Linked DNA regions of Mus musculus: region 2 is linked to region 1. The links are chromatin contacts, called in public targeted proximity ligation maps. All regions are on one chromosome and are shown on one strand. The core of a region is the stretch at or near the end of the contact, and the rest is flanking DNA. Distances in the headings are between cores, read along the strand shown. Region 1 holds the start of Pcsk5 (proprotein convertase subtilisin/kexin type 5). Region 2 overlaps Trpm6 (transient receptor potential cation channel, subfamily M, member 6).

What was found.
Region 2: a targeted proximity ligation map of stem cell-derived neural progenitor cells shows a contact between it and region 1, with 7 times the contacts expected there. A contact is called at or near these places in 5 of 39 promoter capture datasets (the C10 cell line, the HPC-7 cell line, HPC-7-derived erythroid cells and 2 more) and 1 of 130 datasets of targeted methods (stem cell-derived neural progenitor cells).

What each region holds. Positions count from the first base shown.
Region 1 is chr19:17,834,497-17,841,535 of GRCm38.p6, reverse strand. Pcsk5 (proprotein convertase subtilisin/kexin type 5) reads left to right here and starts at 3,904. Exons shown (of 38, transcript NM_001190483.2): 1 at 3,904-4,581. The coding sequence starts at 4,384.
Region 2 is chr19:18,885,191-18,892,229 of GRCm38.p6, reverse strand. Trpm6 (transient receptor potential cation channel, subfamily M, member 6) reads right to left here. Exons shown (of 39, transcript NM_153417.2): 38 at 3,189-3,295; 39 at 1-226. The coding sequence ends at 93. Among named protein-coding and RNA genes, the nearest start is that of Gm41814, 140 kb to the right of the region's middle.

The sequences.
Region 1 (7,039 bases), core at 2,655-5,154:
ATTAAACCTAGATAGGCTGAGTACCCAGTATCATACAGGTTAAAGTAGAATCTGAAGGGACTGCAGGAAGTATTATTAAGTTCAGGGCAGGGGGGGGGATCTATAGATAGTACCATAAAACTGTATCACTACTGAAAGCTTTCTGAGGACCAGATTGTCATTGCAGGCTTTAATACAGAGAAGGTGGTCAGCAATGCCCATCTAAATCAACTTAAAGACATACTCAGGCTGCCTAAGGCTATAGGATGTATCCCCCTTAAGGTCACAGAACATACTTTTCTGCGGTAAATGTGACATCAAGCTTTGAGTGAACCTTTGTCTTGGGGATACTATGCATCATGGATCCTATCTCTAAGTGGTGTTAGTTCAGCATCGAGACATCAGAAAGGGGCAGTCAGATTTCTGTTTACCTGATAGAATTTGTTTCACCAGCCTGTGTAAATTAGGTTCATGTTAATTCTTGGTTCACAGAACACTACCATCTTTGGCCTGAGCAGTCTTTTTCCTGTTTTATTTGTGTTATTCATCCACCTAACTTATTCTTCTCCAATTAGATTACTATCATCAAAAATGGCTTTCTGTTGAACTCCATGATTTTATCTATTAAGTAAAATTGGACAATGTGCTATCTAATTTCTCCTTCAACTTTGATGTTCTAATGAATGACACTAGGACTTGAAATATATTTGGCTCTGCGCCTAGCATATAACAAATGCCTAATAAATGTGGCTTATTTGCATAACTTATTACTATTACCATTATTAAATCTGATGAATTTTTATTGCTATTCCTGAATTTCACATATCGGAAAGCTGTTTGGGATCACGTGACTCAGTGACTCTGCCGCTGAGCTGTAAAAAATCTAGCCACATTTTTCCCCTTGGTTGGCTCCAAAGTACCTATTATGAATTTATCATTGAATTACCAAATTTAAACCTAGAAGTAATTTTAAAGGTTAATTTTCATTGAGGTAGAAATGAAGCAAACTCTTCCTAGAATAATTTCAGTTTTCGAGGTCAAGATACGCCCTCATGGGGTTCTTGTGCATTTTAGTGGACTTCTTCTCTGCTGTTTAGATTTCACTTAAGGATTCTTTTAGAGCTGTAAGGGACCTTGGCAAAGAGGCCAAACACCAGTGAAGCCTCATTGTCAAGTCGTAACTTACTAGGTATAAAACAGGGTAAACACGTAAAACTGTCTCATTTCATGCTGTATGGCAGTGATAGAGGGAACATAGATGTCAAACCTTGAGATGTTACTTCTTTTTTTTATCCAAAGCTTTAATTTGGACATCTTGTCTAATGTCAGCAATGGCTTTGGCACCACCATGCCATCAGCTACCCCTCCCCCACTGCCCTTTGGCTTCTGAGTATTTATGATAAGACTGACTGTCATAACTAGCATACCTAAAGTGCCAGAGCCATGCATCCCTTTGCTGTAGCCCTGAGTCCTTATCTGAAAGTTGCATTCTTGGCCAAAGGAGACTCCATTCAAGGAAGCTAAGGAGCTAATGAAGACTCTTAACTCAGGAGGAAGTTTCTTTATCGACAGATAGAGATATCTTCTTTCTATTTTTTTTTTAATCAGGCTTAGTGGTAAATGCTGTCTCACCAGCTGGGTTTTCTCTTTTAAATACACTTATATCAAAAGGGAAGACCCCTCCCTTTAAGACACTAAACCTTGATGTGAGAATTGGCTGAGTGATTCTCCCCAACTCATACCTTCATTATAATTGGGTATGTCAAACAGAAGACACTTGCAGAAAGCAAGAATGTTAGTGGAAAAGAAAGATAAATACATCATAGAAAAATTAGTAATGAGCAATTTGTTATCCTGGGGGAAAAGGTTTTAGCTTCCAGGAGACTCAGGCATTTCTCTTTACTTAATCCACAATTCAAACCCAGAGGCAACATGGCTTTCAAAGTGCATGTGTGTGTGTGTGTGTGTGTGTGTGTGTGTGTGTGTGTGTGTGCTGTTGATAGATTTCCAGAATCCTAGAGAGAAATCTACAGGCCATGTCTCAAGCTTGACTCTCAAAGTACTTTGTACTGGGACCATCCTCTTGCTGTTGATCAAGTTCAGATATGCTCTCTTGCCCAACCGAGAACAAATCCATGCAATTCTGTCTCTTACATATGTGCTGAGATTTAGATCATCAGTTAACTCTGATTGTTCTATCTGGAATTCAGCAACTTTTAATAGCATGGATGCAGATGGTCACCCTGGCAATTAGCAAATCTCCCTGTCCCTGTCCCTGTCCCTGTCCCTCTCCCTCTCCCTCCTCTCTCTCCCCTTCCTCCCTCCCTCCCTCCCTGCCCCCTTACTCTGGAATCTATGGTTGAGAGGGGTGGTAAGAGGTCTGTCCAAAGGGACTGGCCAGTAGCCAGACTATACGGACTCTAGAGCCAAGCAAAATGCCTAGGTTTCTCTCTTTACAAAAATAATGCCAAGTAACAATGAGCATTTTCTTTAGAGAATTCTGAGCCTAAATTCCACCAATATTTTGTGCCCCACCCCCGACTATGTCCAGCACAATCTGATAGGAATCATAGACCAGGCCCTTGAAACAGATGTGTTAAACTAGCCAAATAAATAAATCAATAGAATGCATGCCTTTCTGCAGCATGTATCTGCTTTTCTCATCTACCTCTTGATCTGTAATGTATGGGCATTGTTATTTGAATTTGTTTGAAAGAAAAAAAATATAATCTATTTATACAATATGCAAAATCTATAAAATTTATGCTCCAAGGTGCTAGTAGATTTAAGCTTGCAGATATCCTTCAGACAGTTAAATCATCCTGAGATGGGTTAATCTCAGACACAGTCAACTAGTCTTTAGGAAGAATGACAAGGGATTGGAAGAGGAGAGGGATAGGATGTGAGGGCTTCGGACAGCTGCTTCTTTTAAGGTTAGGCAAACCATTTCATAAAGACCAATTTTTCTTTTTACAAGAAACTACTCTTTGGCCCCTCACCTGCAAAAGACAAGGTGGTTAGAGAAGTCTGAAGAAGGCCAGACACCATTCCCTGTTGTGTCTGAAGTCATGGTACTTTAACGCAGACTTGGTGGCATTTCATCTGACTTCCTCTGTGGTCCTTTTTATATTACTCTCCCCCTCTGCTCTGGTGACATACTTGGAAAGTTGGAAAACTCTCCTTGCTGAGGTAAATGAAGCCCTTGGAGATAAGGACACAGAAACGAATGACCGAATGGCCGCTCCCTTGGAACCCACACTTATCCGTTCTCTAGTACTGTAGATATTCATAGAAATATCTTTCCATGCTCTAAGCAGGGATTTCACCCTCCTGTGATGTTGCTGCTGAGTATCAGAATGGCTGATCTCCCAAGTCAACAGGCGACAGACTTTTGGCTTTGGCTTTTGTAAGAGTGAATGATACTTAACTGTCCTGTGTGACAGCTTCTCCGGGGAGCAGAATGCGCAAAATAAACAGTTACTGAAAAGCATAAAGAATTAGTGAAGTGAAAATCTCGATATTTGTTTTGAAATTGAGACAGGAGTGACCTTAAAATGCTCAGTCCTGGGCGTTTAGCGCCGGGATGAATGAATCTTTGCCCATACTTCCCTCTCATTATCCTGTAAATCTTAGACTTTCCAGAGTAACGGGAAATTAATTCAAATGCAGCCCGGCGGAATAAAAAGGATAGAAATCAAGACTCCGGAGGCACTCTCCTCTCAGCCCTTTGGGGAGAGGACTTCACTGGCCCGACCCTGGAGTTTACAGCAGGGAGAACAGGGAGGCGCTAGGACCTGGGTGGCTCCTGGCTGAGGCCCCGCTCGTGAGGGCGGAGGAGTAGAGGAGGAGGGAGATGTGGGAAAGGAGGGGTGCTCCGGGGGGCGGGGGAGTCATTTATGCGGAGCGGGCGCCGCTGCCGTCGCCACTCACAGTCCCGGCGCGCTGCTCGGAGCCGGAGGGAGCGCAGCGAGAGGGCGAGCGAGCGAGCGAGCGCTTGGAGCCGGGTTCAGCAGAGGGGGCGCCCGGCCGCTGCTTGCGCTCCGGCCGGTCGTTTCCACGGAGCTCCAGGGCCGGAGAGGAGCAAGAGGCAAACGAAGAGTCCAAGAGCAAAGCCGGGAGAGCCCGCGGCGGAGGCTCCAGTCCCACTCCGCCGCCTCCCGTGCAAGCCGGGGAGCGATCGCTCAACGCCCCGCCGGCCCAGAGCCCGTCACCCCGTCCCCTCTGCCCCAGGCATGGTCTAAGAGCCTGAGAGGGGCTAGCTGTTCTGCTCTGCTCCCGGGCTCTCAGCCTCCTACCGACCGCTCCCGGCTGCGCGCCCCGCCGGCCCAGGCCGGAGAAGTTAGTTGTGCGCGCTGCTTAGCGCGCGAGCCAGCGGGCGGGCGAAGGCGGCGAAGCGTCGGGACCATGGACTGGGACTGGGGGAACCGCTGCAGCCGCCCGGGACGGCGGGACCTGCTGTGCGTGCTGGCACTGCTCGCCGGCTGTCTGCTCCCGGTATGCCGGACGCGCGTCTACACCAACCACTGGGCAGTGAAGATCGCCGGCGGCTTCGCGGAGGCAGATCGCATAGCCAGCAAGTACGGATTCATCAACGTAGGACAGGTAACCAACCCCCGGTGACACAGGCTCTGCACCCAGAAGCTAGTCGTTTGGGGGCTTCTTGTCCCCTCCGCTTCGACCCCTCCCCCTTTTCCAGATGTGCTTCTGCAGCTGTGGCCCGAACTCTAGGGCGATGCTCTCTCCAACGCGCTCGTTGCACAGTCACACACATGCCCCGAAGTTGCTGGGATCTCTGTTTAATTTGTTTTTACAAGCAATGAGGGACAGGTAGGGTCTGTGGAAAATATGGAGTGCCCTTGGACAGGTTGAGACTCGCCTGGACCTTTGGACCTGGGAAGTCCAGAAGCGCTATTTAGCTTGAGGAAATAGCCCTGCGAGTGGCTGTGGCAGGGAAGGTTGAGACTTTTGGAGGCCAAGGAGTGAGAACGCCCCTGGTTCTAACTGGGAGAGAAAAGCCTGGATTAACCTCCTGGGCCACAGAATTGCTGTGCTCTGGAGGGCTTTGAGTGCGGCGTCTGGAAGGGAGGTGGTGGGGAGAGAGGAAGGGGGCGGGACACTGGGAGGGAAGCACGGATTTAGGGGGGTCCTGGCTGCTGCCTCTCTTGGCCAGGATCCAAATGTGGGCCCCCGGAGCTGGGTGGGGAGGAACCTGGGAGACATTGAAAGCGGCTGAAATGTTCTGCTCCGGGAACTTGGGAATCTTCTACTGGCGTGGAACCTGGGGTACCCGGTTGTGGCGTGTGGCAGGAATGCTTTGCTGAGGTGCCTTTGGTGGGTTTTCGTTCGATTTGCCATGCTGAGGGAAATGCCAATACATTTTATGGGACCCTTGGCAGCGCCACCGATTTGTATTCTGGCTTAAATGGCCTGGATTTCAATGTCCTCTTCCCCATGTCCCTACCAAAAACTGGACTGGAGAGGGCTCCGTTAAATGCCCCTCCTAAGGACCTCACAACTTCTTTGGAACTGATCCAGGGAGGGAGCCCTGCCGCGGCTCTGACGCGACTAGAATTGAAAGTAAAGCCAAGGTGGGAGGGCCCTAGGGGCGTTTGGGGGCGTTCACACGGTGCTTCAAGGCTGCGGGACAGGAAGGTGCCCACTAATACTGCTGAAGCACGAGGGCACAGATGGTTTCTGAGAACCGTTTCCTTAGAACTCCACACCTACGATGGCGGGATGGTTGGACAGCCCTCGCTCTGTCCACTGGGGGGAAGTGGTCAGGAGCAGAGCTGCTGTGCCTGCTTCTAGAAACAAGCTGGGGAGCAGCTGTGAGAGTTCAGAGGACAAGAGGGCTGGCAAGGTCTTGCTCTTTACCCTGCCTCCTGTAGGGAGGATGTATTCCAGAGAAGCCAGTTCCGTGGAGGACTGAGACCAGGGCAAGGCATAGCTTATGTTCTATTCCCCACCCTTTCTTTCCCTTGGTCCCCTAAAGAATTCAGATTTTGTTGCCAGAGTGCCCATCACCTGCAGGAGAACTGCCTCTTGGAGTTCTATTGACCTCTTCTGTGAAAGATACCCTGAGTCCATTCTGGTCTTTTCACAGTTGAGCCCTGAATGTCCCTCAGTGGTGGTAAGGGGAAAAGAACATATCTCTGATCTTTCACGAGACATTTTCAATTCAGCCAACATTAAGCATCTTCTATGCCAGTTGTATTAGGGAGGCTAAGTTCTCAAAATCACACTGATTTCTTAATTTCAGAAACAACATTGACAAACAAGAGATTAGGAGCTTGGGACAGGAGGCTGATCCCCACATACAAAGCCACAGTAGGGACCTAAGATTGTGATTCAGGCTGGCTCTTCTGTGCATCTTGCCAATTAGAGAATACTTCCACCCAATGTGCAGAAGGAACAAGTAAAATTCCCATACTCCTGAATAATGATTGGGTAGCTCAGTACACTGGAAGCAAATATCCAGTCATGGCTCACTAATATTTAGTTTAAAAGGACCTGGACTTGGAAATACTAGGATGCTTCTAACTTGAAGGGTAGAGAGACTCCTGTCCTCCTGGACTCAGAATAGAGCTTAGAGTTCAGAATCCCACAGCCTCTAGTTAGAGGGGAGAGAGAACTCCTCTCTCATCCATTTTAAACATGTAAACATGTTAGTATCCTATAGCCTCTACAGACTTTTTACAAGTGCCTTTATAGTGAGGGTCTACAGCTTTTCATGTTAAGAAGAATACTAAGAAAGTTTATATATACGTAACATGAAAAAACTATTTGATGTAGTTTTTTACAACCCTGATGTGGAAATACAGCCATCCCAGTAGTTACAGAGGACCGCTGAATTGATGCAATCACTAATGTAAAAAGATCTGCTATTGTACAGTGTAAAACATTTCCCTGTGGATCAAAGGGGTATGAGCTTTGGTTGAGACTTAGGCGTGGTAAATTGAGTTCTTGTGTGTAAGATCCTGGCACTGTAAGGGCAGAAGGTATTTCTTATCTTCTTCATCCTTTACTGCACTGACCTTTTAACACTTTCCACATCCTTTTG
Region 2 (7,039 bases), core at 1,585-4,084, 1.1 Mb before region 1:
TGACATAGTCAGGATCATGCCAGTCTATGTCCATCACTATAGAAGTCATGGCAGAAGGAGCTAAAGGACCACCGTCTTCCTTCATCATCTTTTTAAAGGCGTGTGTGATCTTCCAGGGAACTTCTATTTTTGTCTCTTTCTGGAAGCTCCTCAGTTGGTTCAATGGTTTGCCCAAATCCCAAGTTGCAGTGTGTTCTTGAAAGGGAGTAATCATTCCTTTTTAAATCTACAAAGAAAGAAAGATAGTTTCAGTAGATGACATAGATCACATTGATTCATGCAGGTGGACTGGACATCAGGCTTAGTCAAAGGGTTCAGGGAATCTCTGCTGCCCCAGGACTTGGGCATATGGATTCCAAACACTCAACCATATCTAAGCCCAGGCTCTCTGCATCCCATGACTATGTGAAACTCTAACTCCATATGCTGTCATGGTGTGAGGCACAGGCCACCATCTAGTAGGGAGAGAAGATGTGACTGGCCCAAGTTAAGTGAGGTCCAGTACGAAATGGGAACCTTTAGAAGGATCAGAGGGATGGGTTGAAACAGTTGCAAGAAAGTTCTCCGCAGCTCTGTGGCTACCTACAAAAGTTTCACCATCTCAAGATCATATCAAATGTTTCCTAAGCCTTGCCTCTTCTGCTTACAAAGGAAAGTTAAAAACATGGCCGATGGGGTAAGCTTTGGGAAGACTGGCTATAGGAAAAATGACATTAAATGTTACATGCATCTTTTTATGCTGTGATTCATGACCAGATTTCAGGCTGCAGCTGCGGGATGATTGACACATTCACCAGCTCCTGCCTCCTTTACTGATGGACTTCAGCCCAGCCCTAACCCCTTCCTGGGTTCCTGATGACCAGCCCAGAGGACACAGTGCTGTGCATTGACCTCTTTGCCCATTCACTGTGAATTCACATCATGGGCAGTTATGTGAGTGCAGCCTTCTTCACTCCTTTGTTAGCCTTGAGCGAACAGGGCTCATGGGCTAGACACTGTGGGTGCCAGCATTAGGAAATCAAGGGTATCACTCAGGGTGAGAGCATGTAGCTGGGGGTGGATGTATGAAGCCCTGAGCTTAACCTCTGGTACCAGGAGGAAAAATTCATATTTCTTGGTTTAATTTTTAATGTTAAATGGTGATTTTCCTACATAAAAAAATGAACTCATGAGTATGTATACTAACATATATTTAATAATATAGCCAACATTTATTGATCATATACATAAAAATAAATCCTTATCTCAACTTTGTGTCAGATACAATTATCTCTTACTTGCAGATGAAGATGTTAAAGGTCAAAGCCTTGTATTCAGTGGAGAGCAGAACAGGGCTACATGACCCTACCTGGGCCAAGATTTCAGATTCTTATGCATTGCCTTAACCTGCCTCTGCCTTAAAAATAAATAAAACATAAAAAGTAAAGGTACTTCTTATTCTGTTCTCCAAACTAAACGTGTTTGCTGTCACGCTTTGTGCCCAGAGTTGCATCCCCAGACTCCACATGTGGAGGAAGAAAAGCCACAAGGCTTCCAGCCTACCATGGCATGCCAACATACAAACATGAACCCTACACCATATTCAACAATTAACTAGGCCCAAAGGTTGGAACCTATGAGTAATGTCTCAAGCCTGCCTGGCTCCTAGATGATCAGATACAGTCCTGGGTCTTTGAGCATAGAAGCTGCCCTGTCCGGGCTACAGTGAGTCAGACAGGGCAGAGTCCAGTGCCTAAGGATGAAGATTCCTGAGTGGATTCCAGGCCACAACTGAGGGATGAGTCAGATATTCACGAGCTCCTGCCTCCCTGCCTAGAGTTCTGATATCCCTCAGCCAGCCCCAACCCCTGCCTGGGTTCCTGATGACCAATGCAGGGCACAGTGTTGCACAGTGTTGTACAGTGATCCCTTTGACCATCGGCCACGAGCTCACACTGTGGGCAGTTAGGAGAATGCAGCCTCCTTCTTTGCTCCTCTGGCATTCTTCTTCCATATCTGCCCCTGCATGATGACACACTCTATTTTGACTGATGGAGGAAAGAAGACCCAGAAGTCTAATTCTAATCCCTTTGCTTTGTTAAGTCTTGCTCACAAAAGCCTCCCTCAATTTCAACAGAATTAGAAATTGCCCATTTTTGTTATGGAAGTACATAGGTCCACCCTGGGTTGTAGTGGAAGTTAATCTTTTTTCTGATTTCTAGTTCAGGGTATGACTTTTTCAGAAAGAGAGGGTGGGGGGAGGAAAGAGAGGAAAGAAGGGAGGGAGGGAAGGGAGGGAGGGAGGGAGGGAGGGAGGGAGGGAGGGAGGGAGGGAGGGAGGGAGGGAGAGACAAAGTGCCTATGGCCTATGTTGCTCAAGCTGAAGGTGAGTTCCTGGACTATGGTGAGCCTCCTGCCTCTGCCTCTGCAACATCTTCAGCTATAGGTGTAGCCACAATACCCCACTCAGGACTGCACCTTTCGATATGTGAAATTCCAAATTCCAGGGTAAGAAAACAGTTGCTATGACCCAGGAAAGAGTTAAGCAGACAGCAAGCATCCTTTCTGAGAAGGACAAATAGACTCCAGCAGAGCCAGAATTTCTCAAGCACACACACACACACACACACTGCGATCAAAATTTAATGTGGCAGGTGTGGGGGCTGGGAATGTAGCCCAGTAGTAGAGTGCCGGCTAGTAGGACAGAGTACTGGGTTCTAAGCCCACTGCTGTAAAACAAACAAACAAACGAGGGAATAAAGCAGTGGTTGTTACAGCTTAAAGCAGTGCTTTAACTGACAGCCTTTCTTCTCTCTGAGCCACACCCTCTCCGGTGCCCAATGGGCAAGCTGGAACGGAATAAAAATGCTCCAGGCATGCCATCTGCAAGCAAACAGGACATTGGAAGGGAAGCGAGGGGCCTTCGTCCTGTTTCATTCCCTTTAAGTAGGTGGAACGTTTTTTCTCTGGGCCGACTGTGACCAGCTTTGGGCCCCAGGTTGTTTTATCGCATTTTGGCAGAGCCTCAAGCAAATCCCTGTCCTTTTTTAATCCCTCCTGAGACTTGAAATTTTTCACTCAGAAAGTCAAGCTTGTGAATAGCTGCTAGTGAGATAAAAATGCGGTTAAGATTTTGACTCGATCCTGAGTTATAATAACTGTTATTCTATGAGAGTTCTTCGGAAGAAACAGTCACCGCGGCGGCTTACCCGGCAGTCTGAGCTTCCCACAGCAGGAGTTGCAGCGATGTTTTGCAATGAAGCTTCTAATTGCATCTTCCCCTAAATTGGCCGGTCCAAACACCATCCCTCTTGATCTAGAGGAAATATCAGAATATCAATTAGATCACAGCCGAGAAAAAGGAGTCCAACTAGGATTCTCTGAGATTGCGAACAGTATCCCTTAGTAACCTAGCCACTTAAAGGAGCCAACAAAGAACAGAGCACTTTGGGGAAGGAACAATGTTAGGTTTGCAAATTTAAAATTCAAATGCACTTAAATCTTTGTACCCAACTCCAAGACCTACTGTGAAACTCATTCCAACACTAATCTGATAGAAGAGTGAATTTTCGATGTGGTACATTAAAACAAAATACAGTGAAACCCTTTTTAATGCATATGGTGTGAGAGAATGGCATTCATTATCATACGCTCTACTAAAACACCCCAAAGGTAAAGGGTAGAATAACTTTGCTATAGCACACACCTTCTAAAACAGACGCCTGTGCACTGCTCTGCACCCAAATCCTCTTCTGAAAAATGACTCTTCCCCAAATCAAACACCTCACTAGACACCAGAGCACCTAGACTCCTGGCTTTTTAAAAGCCACTTTTTGACTCTACAAACTGTTTTAACCGGGTTCTTTGTGGAAAGCCAAGACAACTAATAGCCAAAAAGTTTGTGGAAAGAGAAGGCAGATGCCCAGAGTAAGTAGCAGACTTAATTACAAGTAGTGTTGGTATCTCTGAGACACGTTTTGCACTTTCTAACATAAAGATCCTCAGCAGATTCTAGGCGTGCTCCTCATACAACCATTACTCTTTAGACTTTGACCCTCCGCATGACACAGGACAGAGCACACCAGAAATGCCTCCAAAGAAAGCTGATGAAAGCTAATATTTCATTTTAATGATGAGCATAGTGGAAACAGCACATTTTAAAATCTGAACTCAATTACCGCTCTTAAATACCACGTCTTAAGAGGGGACGGGGGCGGGGGGGGGGAGCACAGGAGAGAATCACAAAGGGAAACAATAAACTTTGCTTCTGAGGAATGTGGTTTTTCAAAAGGGACATGGTGTAAAAGTGGGCTTTTTTTTCCACCGGAGGATTAAAACATTTATCTCAATTTCCACTTCCTTTTGGCCGAAGAACAGTGGCTCTCTGAAGATGTGCCAAGCTCAGGATGAGGGCTGATGTCAGTTTGATCTCAGATTGCCTCCCTCTCTGTAGGTGGAGAAAGCCTCTTGGGAAGACAGACTGGAAAGACACTGGGGATTAACTTTCCTGGTCACCCAATCGCTCTCACAAGGCAGAGCTCTGGTGGTATTTACCCTGCAGTAGAAGTTGCTTCTTGTTAACTATGCCTGGATTTCAGTCCAGCTGGAGAGACACTACCTTAGTCAGGTGAAACTGAAGGTGGCACAAAAAAAAAAAAAAAAAGCAGACTCACTTGGTATTTAGACCAGAACTCTCGGATCTGATAAAGTGAGAGATGAAGGTATTTATTCAGCCATTAGCATGGAAGACTCTGTTTGGAGTCTCTGTGCGACCTCATTGGAAATTTTCACTGGTTTGTATCCCCTACCAGCCATTTCCGTCATCCCAGGAAGGCATAAAGACACCCAACTAAGATATAATGCCTTCAAGTAATTTATGGAAGCTATTTGCCTCTATGAGCTGTGTGAAAGTTAAAATAAAATGACCAAAATCACTACAAAATTTATATATCAGGACCAAAATTCCCAGAGCAGGGAGAGAGTGATGTAGGGACATTTTATTTGCATACACACTCCACAGCATGCTCCAAGCCTTGCTATCTCAGATAACTAAAATTGCAAAGAAAACACAACTAGATTTTTTTTTTCAACAACACAGGGAAAGCAGGTGGTAGCTTGGTTCTACAAACAAGGAAAGTCCAATTAGTGCCCTCTATACACAGTCACTAAAGAACATCTCACCACCAGCTCATACTTATCAAATGCTCAAAACCATCAGGCAGTTGGCAATAGGCTAAAAAGATACAGTCCCAAACTACCAATAAATGAGGCATGTTAGGGAGAGTTAGGAAGAGTGGGAGGAGGTATGAGCGAGGCTATTAGAATTATTCTCTAACGCCTTCATCCCATCTCATAGACAACTGTTCCCTTCTGTTGATTCTTTTCCATCACGAAAAAGTTAGAACCTTAAGTGAGTCTCAATTTTCTCGTGTGTGAACTGTTGCACCAAAACTAACACACAGAGTTGTTGCATGGGTGAAATCAATTGCTTAAATCTGTACACCTCAAACTTGGATTTATGCTGGTTCACCAGATTTTATGAAGGTTCACAATCTGGCTCATTAGATACAGAGAAGGCTCAGAGACCGTGCAATTCCACCAATATCCCTGGTGGCCACGTTGACGTATGGCTCATACTTTGTTTGACAAAGATGTCATACTCGTGGGCGTCATTGATTAATTAGATATAGTTCTAATGGAACTAATTAGTTGAGAGAAAATCAAACTTAAGGTCATTGTGAAAACCAAAGACACAAAGTTGGGCATTCCCACAATGAAACCACTGTATCCGTTTCAGGAGAGGCTGTCCTCAAGTCGTGGAAAATAAAGCTTCCATAGTAATTTTATAGAATTACATTAAGGGAGTTTAAAAAAAAATAAGTACAGAGGCGAGGGCTCTATTCAGACATTGCAGTAGAATGCCAAGCCTAAGCATGCCTTTCTAATTCCCCATGTGACCTTAATAGAAATTGAAACCCACTTCCTATAGAATGCAATTACATACCTAACTGTCAAGTAGGATCATATAATCTGAGATTCTAAAAAGATGGAGTATTCAGGTCATATTAAGTGATATATGCCAAGGTCAAATTTTAATGAACAATAGGCAGAGTACACATAAACTCAGTTCATTATATATGCAAAACCTCTGCATGGAAAAAAAATGTAAAGAAAGTTCTCATAGAGAAATATAAATTCCTAATACAAGCCCTTGAGCACTCAAGACTGCTAAAGAAATAATATGCTTAGCTGAAAACACTTCAGCTCTGCTGAACTAAAAAAATAAAATAGTTCCTTATACCCACAAATCCAACATGGACTCAATAGTCAAACAGATATCATACGAGTTGGGTGCTGCACAGGCGCACTATGGATCACCTGTATCTTCCCGAGCCCACCCGAGCCAACAATACCTAAGCATATGTTTAGTAGATGAACATCTTCTCAGAGGACCCTGTGCATGGGCTGAACCCACATTTCATAAAATCAGTCAAAGAATGGTGCAAAAAAGCAGTGATTATTAAATGAGATCCAGGAGAAGAACAAAAATTAAAACTTCCACGTTTTACTGGGTCAGGAATCTCCATCTATTTAGCCCTACGGGTTTTCTCTGACCCAGCAACCAAGCAGAGGCCCTCAGTTTGACCAAAGAGGAATAATGTTAACCCAGCCTTGGTAGTATAATCTCAGCCCTCAGGAGGTAGAGGCTCCTCTCAAGGATCCAAAGCTCAAGGTCACCATGAGCTATACACTGATGAGACTTCATCCCAGCTTAAAAAGAAGTTCTTTAAGAGTTAAAATTATTGGCTGGGCAGTGGTGGCGCACACCTTTAATCCCAGCACTTGGGAGGCAGAGGCAAGTGGATTTCTGAGTTCGAGGCCAGCCTGGTCTACCAAGTGAGTTCCAGGACAGCCAGGGCTACACAGAGAAACCCTGTCTCAAAAACAACAACAACAAAAATTAAAAAAAAAAAAAAAGAATTAAAATTATTTGACCCATGGTTCTCAAAGTGCCCTTAGCCCTCAGCATCAATCTCACCTGAGATGAGTTAGAAATGCA